Linked DNA regions of Mus musculus: region 2 is linked to region 1. A link is a contact called in public HiChIP or PLAC-seq data. All regions are on one chromosome and are shown on one strand. Each heading gives the region's core, a stretch centred on a gene start, on an enhancer-like site or on the middle of the called end of the contact. The rest is flanking DNA. Distances are from core to core; before and after follow the strand shown. Region 1 overlaps Clec16a (C-type lectin domain family 16, member A). Region 2 holds the start of Socs1 (suppressor of cytokine signaling 1).

Region 1 (2,700 bases), core at 25-2,524:
TAAGTTTGATGAAGGCCACCATGTGGTGGCTTCTCGGCAGAATAAATGAGACACTTTCTAAAGGCAAGCAGCTAAGTCTCCTCTGCTGCTCTCGGGGACGTGCCAGGAGAGGGTCAAGGGATGCAGACTCTCAGTGACCAGTGGGTCCCAAGACTTCCACCATGCTATGCTTTCCCCCTAAGCTGGAACTCCTGAGAGGCTCAAGCTAAATGTGCTGTTCTGTGACAGAAGTCTTCCTACTGTCACTTTGATTTGGCATGCAGCCCGATGTCGGTCTAGTACTAGCTGCTTCTGTTATAGGGCTTCAGGGCTTGTTTCTCTGGTGGTGGGCTTCAGTTCTCAGAGGGATACAGATGTATGCTGGGAGCAGCAAGCCCTACAAGTCTGTGGGTAAGGATAGAGTTAATCCTGAAAGCAGTGAGCCCCTGGTGGTCTGCCAGGTGTAGCCCTACATTACACAGAGTAGGAGCTCCTTAGAATGACACTTGAGTTGAGCAGGCTTCTGCACTTGACCTTCTGAGAGGCCCCTGTGGAATCCCCTACATAGACTCAAGCCAGTTCCATAATTCCAAAAAGGCAAATGCTTTTTAACCTGGAACACTTATATTTTAGTCAAATACCCAGAAGGCACCACCAGCCCCTGCTTTCTTGGAAGATTAAAAAAGCTTCAGCCCAGGCCCCAGTGTCCCTGTCTGCATACTGTGCAGTCTCTTACCGCCCTCAGGTTCAAGGTCTTAGTCCTCTTTTAGAATCTTTGATTTCTGGTTTGAACTCAGAAAGAAACTCAGTCCATCCACTGGGTTCTACCAAAACCTCCACTTACATCATGGAAGGAAGTTGAATTCATAATCAGGATCACTTGCCCCTCCCCTTTTTCTTCATCCTACCATGTCCAGATCCCTGTACTCCACCAGAACTACCAGCCCCATAGGCTCAGGGCAATTTTCTCCCTACCAGAAGAAGGTCAGAGCCAGCATACCAATATGACCAGGGGACGTAGCCTGTATCCTGCATTAACAAGGCATTCCTCACAATATCAGATAAGATTAGCTTCAACAACATAGAAAATGCTAGAAGGGAGGTTTCTGTTGCTCTCCAGTGACAGCTTCATGAATATGGGTAAACAAGGGATCCATGAGGCATCAGAGACCCTGCTCCTCTCCACTCAGTGTTCTTCCTTCCCTCATAAAGAGTTCCCCTCTTAGTCCAGGATGACTGCTGGACTTCTGTCATCCGTGTTCCAGGAAGCAGAATAGAGGATGTACCTACCCTCTTTCCTGTTGAAGAAGCTTCTTGGAAATCCCACATGCCACTTTGATGTCTGTCTCATGGCCACAACTCAGTTATAAGGCCATGCCTAGTGGCCAGGTTCTGTAACTGCAAGTGAAGGGAGAAATGAATAATAGAAATAAGCTAGCTATCTCAGAAACACGTCCACAGGGTTCTTGCTGCTTAAGTAGTGAAAGCTGTTACCCAGAACACTAGTCATCTTTGCAGTTGGGTTTCTCATACACTGCCTGAGCAGGACAGACTTGGTGGGGTATTGGGGGGAAACCTTTGCCCAAGCTGGCAGCTAGCACTCAGGCCCAACAAGTGCCAAGGACTGCAGGCCAGCCTGGGCTGCTGGAAGGAAGCGCTGAAGCAGAGGTAAACAGGAATGGACTCATCCCACCTCTCAAAGCCAGAGTGGACAGAACTTGGACTTGAACCTGGGATCCTGACTCCATGCCCAGTATTCCCTGTCACTGGGCTTAAAAATGGGAGGCTTCAACATCCTTAATCATCAGGGAAATACAAATCAAAACAACCCTGAGACTCCACCTCACACCAGTCAGAATGGCTAAGATGAAAAATTCAGGTGACAGCAGATGCTGGCGAGGATGTGGAGAAAGAGAAACACTCCTCCATTGTTGGTGGGATTACAGGCTTGTACAACCACTCTGGAAATCAGTCTGGCGGTTCCTCAGAAAACTGGACATAGTACTACCAGAGGATCCCACAATACCTCTCCTGGGCATATATCCAGAAGATGTTCCAACAAGTAAGAAGGACACATGCTCAACTATGTTCATAGCAGCCTTATTTATAATAGCCAGAAGCTGGAAAGAACCCAGATGCTCCTCAACAGAGGAATGGACACAGAAAATGTGGTACATTTACACAATGGAGTACTACTCAGCTATTAAAAAGAATGAATTTTTGAAATTCCTAGGCAAATGAATGGACCTGGAGGGCATCATCCTGAGTGAGGTAACCCAATCACAAAAGAACTTGCATAATATGTACTCACCGATAAGTGGATATTAGCCCAGAAATTTAGAATACCCAAGATATAAGATACAATTTGCTAAACGCATGAAACTCAAGAAGAACAAAGACCAAAGTGTGGACACTTTGCCCCTTCTTAGAATTGGGAACAAAACACCCATGGAAGGAGTTACAGAGACAAAGTTTGGAGCTGAGACGAAAAGATGGACCATCTAGAAACTGCCATATCCGGGGATCCATCCCATAATCAGCTTCCAAACACTGACACCTTTGCATACACTAGCAAGATTTTGCTAAAAGAACCCAGATATGGCTGTCTCTTGTGAGACTATGCCGGGGCCTAGCAAACACAGAAGTGGATGCTCACAGTCAGCTATTGGATGGATCACAGGACCCCCAATGGAGAAGCTAGAGAAAGTACCCAAGGAGCTA
Region 2 (2,700 bases), core at 109-2,608, 60 kb after region 1:
ATAATAAGAAATAATAAGGCGCCCCCACTTAATGCTGCGGCACAGCGGCAGCCGGTCAGATCTGGAAGGGGAAGGAACTCAGGTAGTCACGGAGTACCGGGTTAAGAGGGATGCGCGCCAGGTTCTCGCGACCCACGGCGGCCACGATGCGCTGGCGACACAGCTCCTGCAGCGGCCGCACGCGGCGCTGGCGCAGCGGGGCCCCCAACATGCGGCGCGGCGCCGCCACGTAGTGCTCCAGCAGCTCGAAAAGGCAGTCGAAGGTCTCGCGGCTGCCGTCCAAGTGGAAGCGGCCGGCCTGGAAGTGCACGCGGATGCTCGTGGGGCCCGAAGCCATCTTCACGCTGAGCGCGAAGAAGCAGTTCCGTTGGCGACTGTCGCGCACCAAGAAGGTGCCCACGGGCTCGGCACGCAGCCGCTCGTGCGCCCCGTGCACGCTCAGGGGTCCCCAATAGAAGCCGCAGGCGTCCAGGAGCGCGCTGGTCCGCGTGATGCGCCGGTAATCGGAGTGGGAGCGGAAGGTGCGGAAGTGAGTGTCGCCAGGGGCTGGGGCTGGGACCGCCGGGCAGGGCCGGGGACGCACGGGGGCCGCTGGCGAGGACGAAGACGAGGACGAGGAGGGCTCTGACCGCCGTCGGGGCTCTGCTGCCGGGGAGATCGCATTGTCGGCTGCCACCTGGTTGCGTGCTACCATCCTACTCGAGGGGCCAGCTGGAGGGGTGGGCCATAGCGTCCGGGGCTGCGCTGATGGGGGAGACAGAGGCAGTGAGCCGGGCGTCCGGGTGGCACAGGCCGGCCAACAGACCCCAAGGAGCGAGAGCGGCACGCAGAATCCGCCCGGAGCTTGAGCCTCGGTGGGCTCATCTGCGAAGTAGGCCGTTCCTGTATGCGGAACCCTTCCAGACTGGCGGTGGAGCCCTGCCTCCCCGCGCGCGTGGAGAAGGGGGCGTGGAGAGGGGCCCGACTCCCGGCCGTCCCCGCTGGTGGCTAGTCGCCTCGCGGCTGCCGCCTACTGGCCACGCCGGGGACTGGAACCCGGGCGGAGGATCAGGGCTCAGGGCCGGAGAGGAGGGGCTGACGGCGCCCCGCTCGAGCGAGGGGCCTCCTGGGGGAGCCGGGGCGGGGGTGGGGGGGCGCCAGAGGCGTGGCATCCTCGACCCTGCCATACAGTCTGCGAGGTTAGTCCTGCCGGGCTCTGCTCCCATCACCTCCCATCCCCTCCCGCCTGCTCCCTCGCAGCTGCCTTGGCTCACCTGGCGGCAGGACGCGGGGAGCCGCGGCTGGGGGCTCCGGGGCGGCTGTCGCGCATGCTCCGGGGCTGGGAGCCGTGCCGCTGCCACGGCCGCAGTTCTCTCTGCTGCTGCCCGCCCCTGCATCAGGCTCTTAAACCAGGCAGGCCCCGCCCACAGGTCCAGCCCACCCCCGCTTTCGGTTTCTCTTTCCGGCAAGTCTTTCGGGTTCTCTCTAGACTCCTGAGGCTCTCCCTGGAGACGGTTCCTCTAACTTGGTTTCGCCTCGCACCTTCCCACATTGGGACCTCTGGGGTTCCGGCTCCAACCGGAATCTTGTGTTCCGTGCCTGGGGTGCTTAGGACTTGGTGCCCGCTCTTTTGCTCTACCTTCGCCCCAAATCGCAGCCCGCCGTGTGGGATGCTAGCGCGGGGCTGACACGCCTCCTCCCCTCCGGGTGTCTGCATTCTTCTGGTTAGGGCTCCGCCTCGCCTGGACCCTGTGCTCCCCAAGCAGCTCCTCCCTGCCAGGGTCCTTCCTGCCCAGGACCCGAAGGCCTTGGCAATCTCGACCCTTCTTGGAACCCGGCTAGCTAGTCCTAGAGACCTGTGGGGCCGCCGCCCTCCTCCAGAGCCGCGTGCGGGCCCCTCCCGTTGGCCATTCGGCCTGGCCTTGGCTTGGGCTTCCCAGGAAGCGGTGGCCTGACCGCAGAGGCTTCAAAGGAAGCCTAAGGCGGTGCGGGAGGGGCGCCCCCGCTCCCGGCCTAGTTCCTCGGAAACCGGGCGGGGTTGGGCTGGGTTCCCAGGGGCCTGGACTCACTCTCTGCACTCTTACTACGTGGGCAGCCGGAGAAACTGAGGCCCCGGGCGGGGCTGTGATTCCAAAAAAAGCTGTAATCCCCAAACTTTTGGTCAAGACTCCAGCAAGCATCTGCCTGTACAAGGGGCCCCGAGCACACCTTGGCTTAGGATCCAGGCAGTCAGACCTATCATTAGGACACTGTGTGGTTTCGTGATTCAGTTTGTCCTGAAAGGCCAGGAGTGGGTGCCTGGCTGACGATGTTTATGAATGAAGGCGGATGAGGTTCGCGTGCAGGCTTCCCTGTGCTCACAGTGACGCACACTGCCCTCTACAGGTTTCTCTGTTAGCTGTCAGGCGGCTCCTCTGAAGCTCTGAGGCCAAGTCCTGGTCTCCCCAGACAGAGCACAGAGCGCCATATTTCATCCTAAGCACAACCAAACTTATCTTGTGGTGCTTGAATTTGTGTGGCTGTGGTTGTGGTGCAGCCATGGTCAGTCTAACCCTTGGTGGGCGATAAAGGCTGGGTTTGTAGCACTGCCTCCCTCTAGCGCGTCTCAGCCTAGACTGGCCTTCAGGTCTTTCTGGTCTGGCAAGCATCACGGATGCTTGTTTGCAGTGCTGGGGACTAAACACAGGGCCTTGTACCAGCCTATTTTAGTAGTACTGGGGT

The links. HiChIP or PLAC-seq counts read pairs in DNA pulled down with a chosen protein or histone mark.
Region 2: a contact with region 1 is called in an H3K27ac HiChIP or PLAC-seq map of CD8 T cells, with 13 times the contacts expected there. The contact joins the promoter of Socs1 here to the enhancer-like site in region 1. A contact is called at or near these places in 10 of 39 promoter capture datasets (the 3T3-L1 cell line, HPC-7-derived erythroid cells, embryonic stem cells and 5 more), 3 of 15 datasets of contacts at CTCF or cohesin (CD8 T cells, the G1E-ER4 cell line and large pre-B cells), 41 of 484 Hi-C or Micro-C datasets (the AML12 cell line, B cells, the BV-2 cell line and 25 more), 17 of 115 datasets of contacts at active chromatin or transcription factors (the 230-238 cell line, CD8 T cells, DN3 thymocytes and 10 more) and 4 of 9 other capture datasets (adipose tissue, liver, macrophages and 1 more).

The regions. Positions count from the first base shown.
Region 1 is chr16:10,724,022-10,726,721 of GRCm38.p6, forward strand. All of the region lies in intron 21 of Clec16a (C-type lectin domain family 16, member A), which reads left to right. Among named protein-coding and RNA genes, the nearest start is that of Gm15558, 42 kb to the left of the region's middle. Within about 2 kb of position 1,275, at least 24 of the 459 cell types and tissues checked have an H3K27ac peak or open chromatin away from gene starts, as enhancers often do. A contact at or near this core is called in the 230-238 cell line, CD8 T cells, ECoMG-derived neutrophils and 6 more, where this site is marked.
Region 2 is chr16:10,784,178-10,786,877 of GRCm38.p6, forward strand. It overlaps Socs1 (suppressor of cytokine signaling 1), which reads right to left and starts at 1,359. Exons shown (of 2, transcript NM_009896.2): 1 at 1,254-1,359; 2 at 1-744. The coding sequence starts at 694. The coding sequence ends at 56.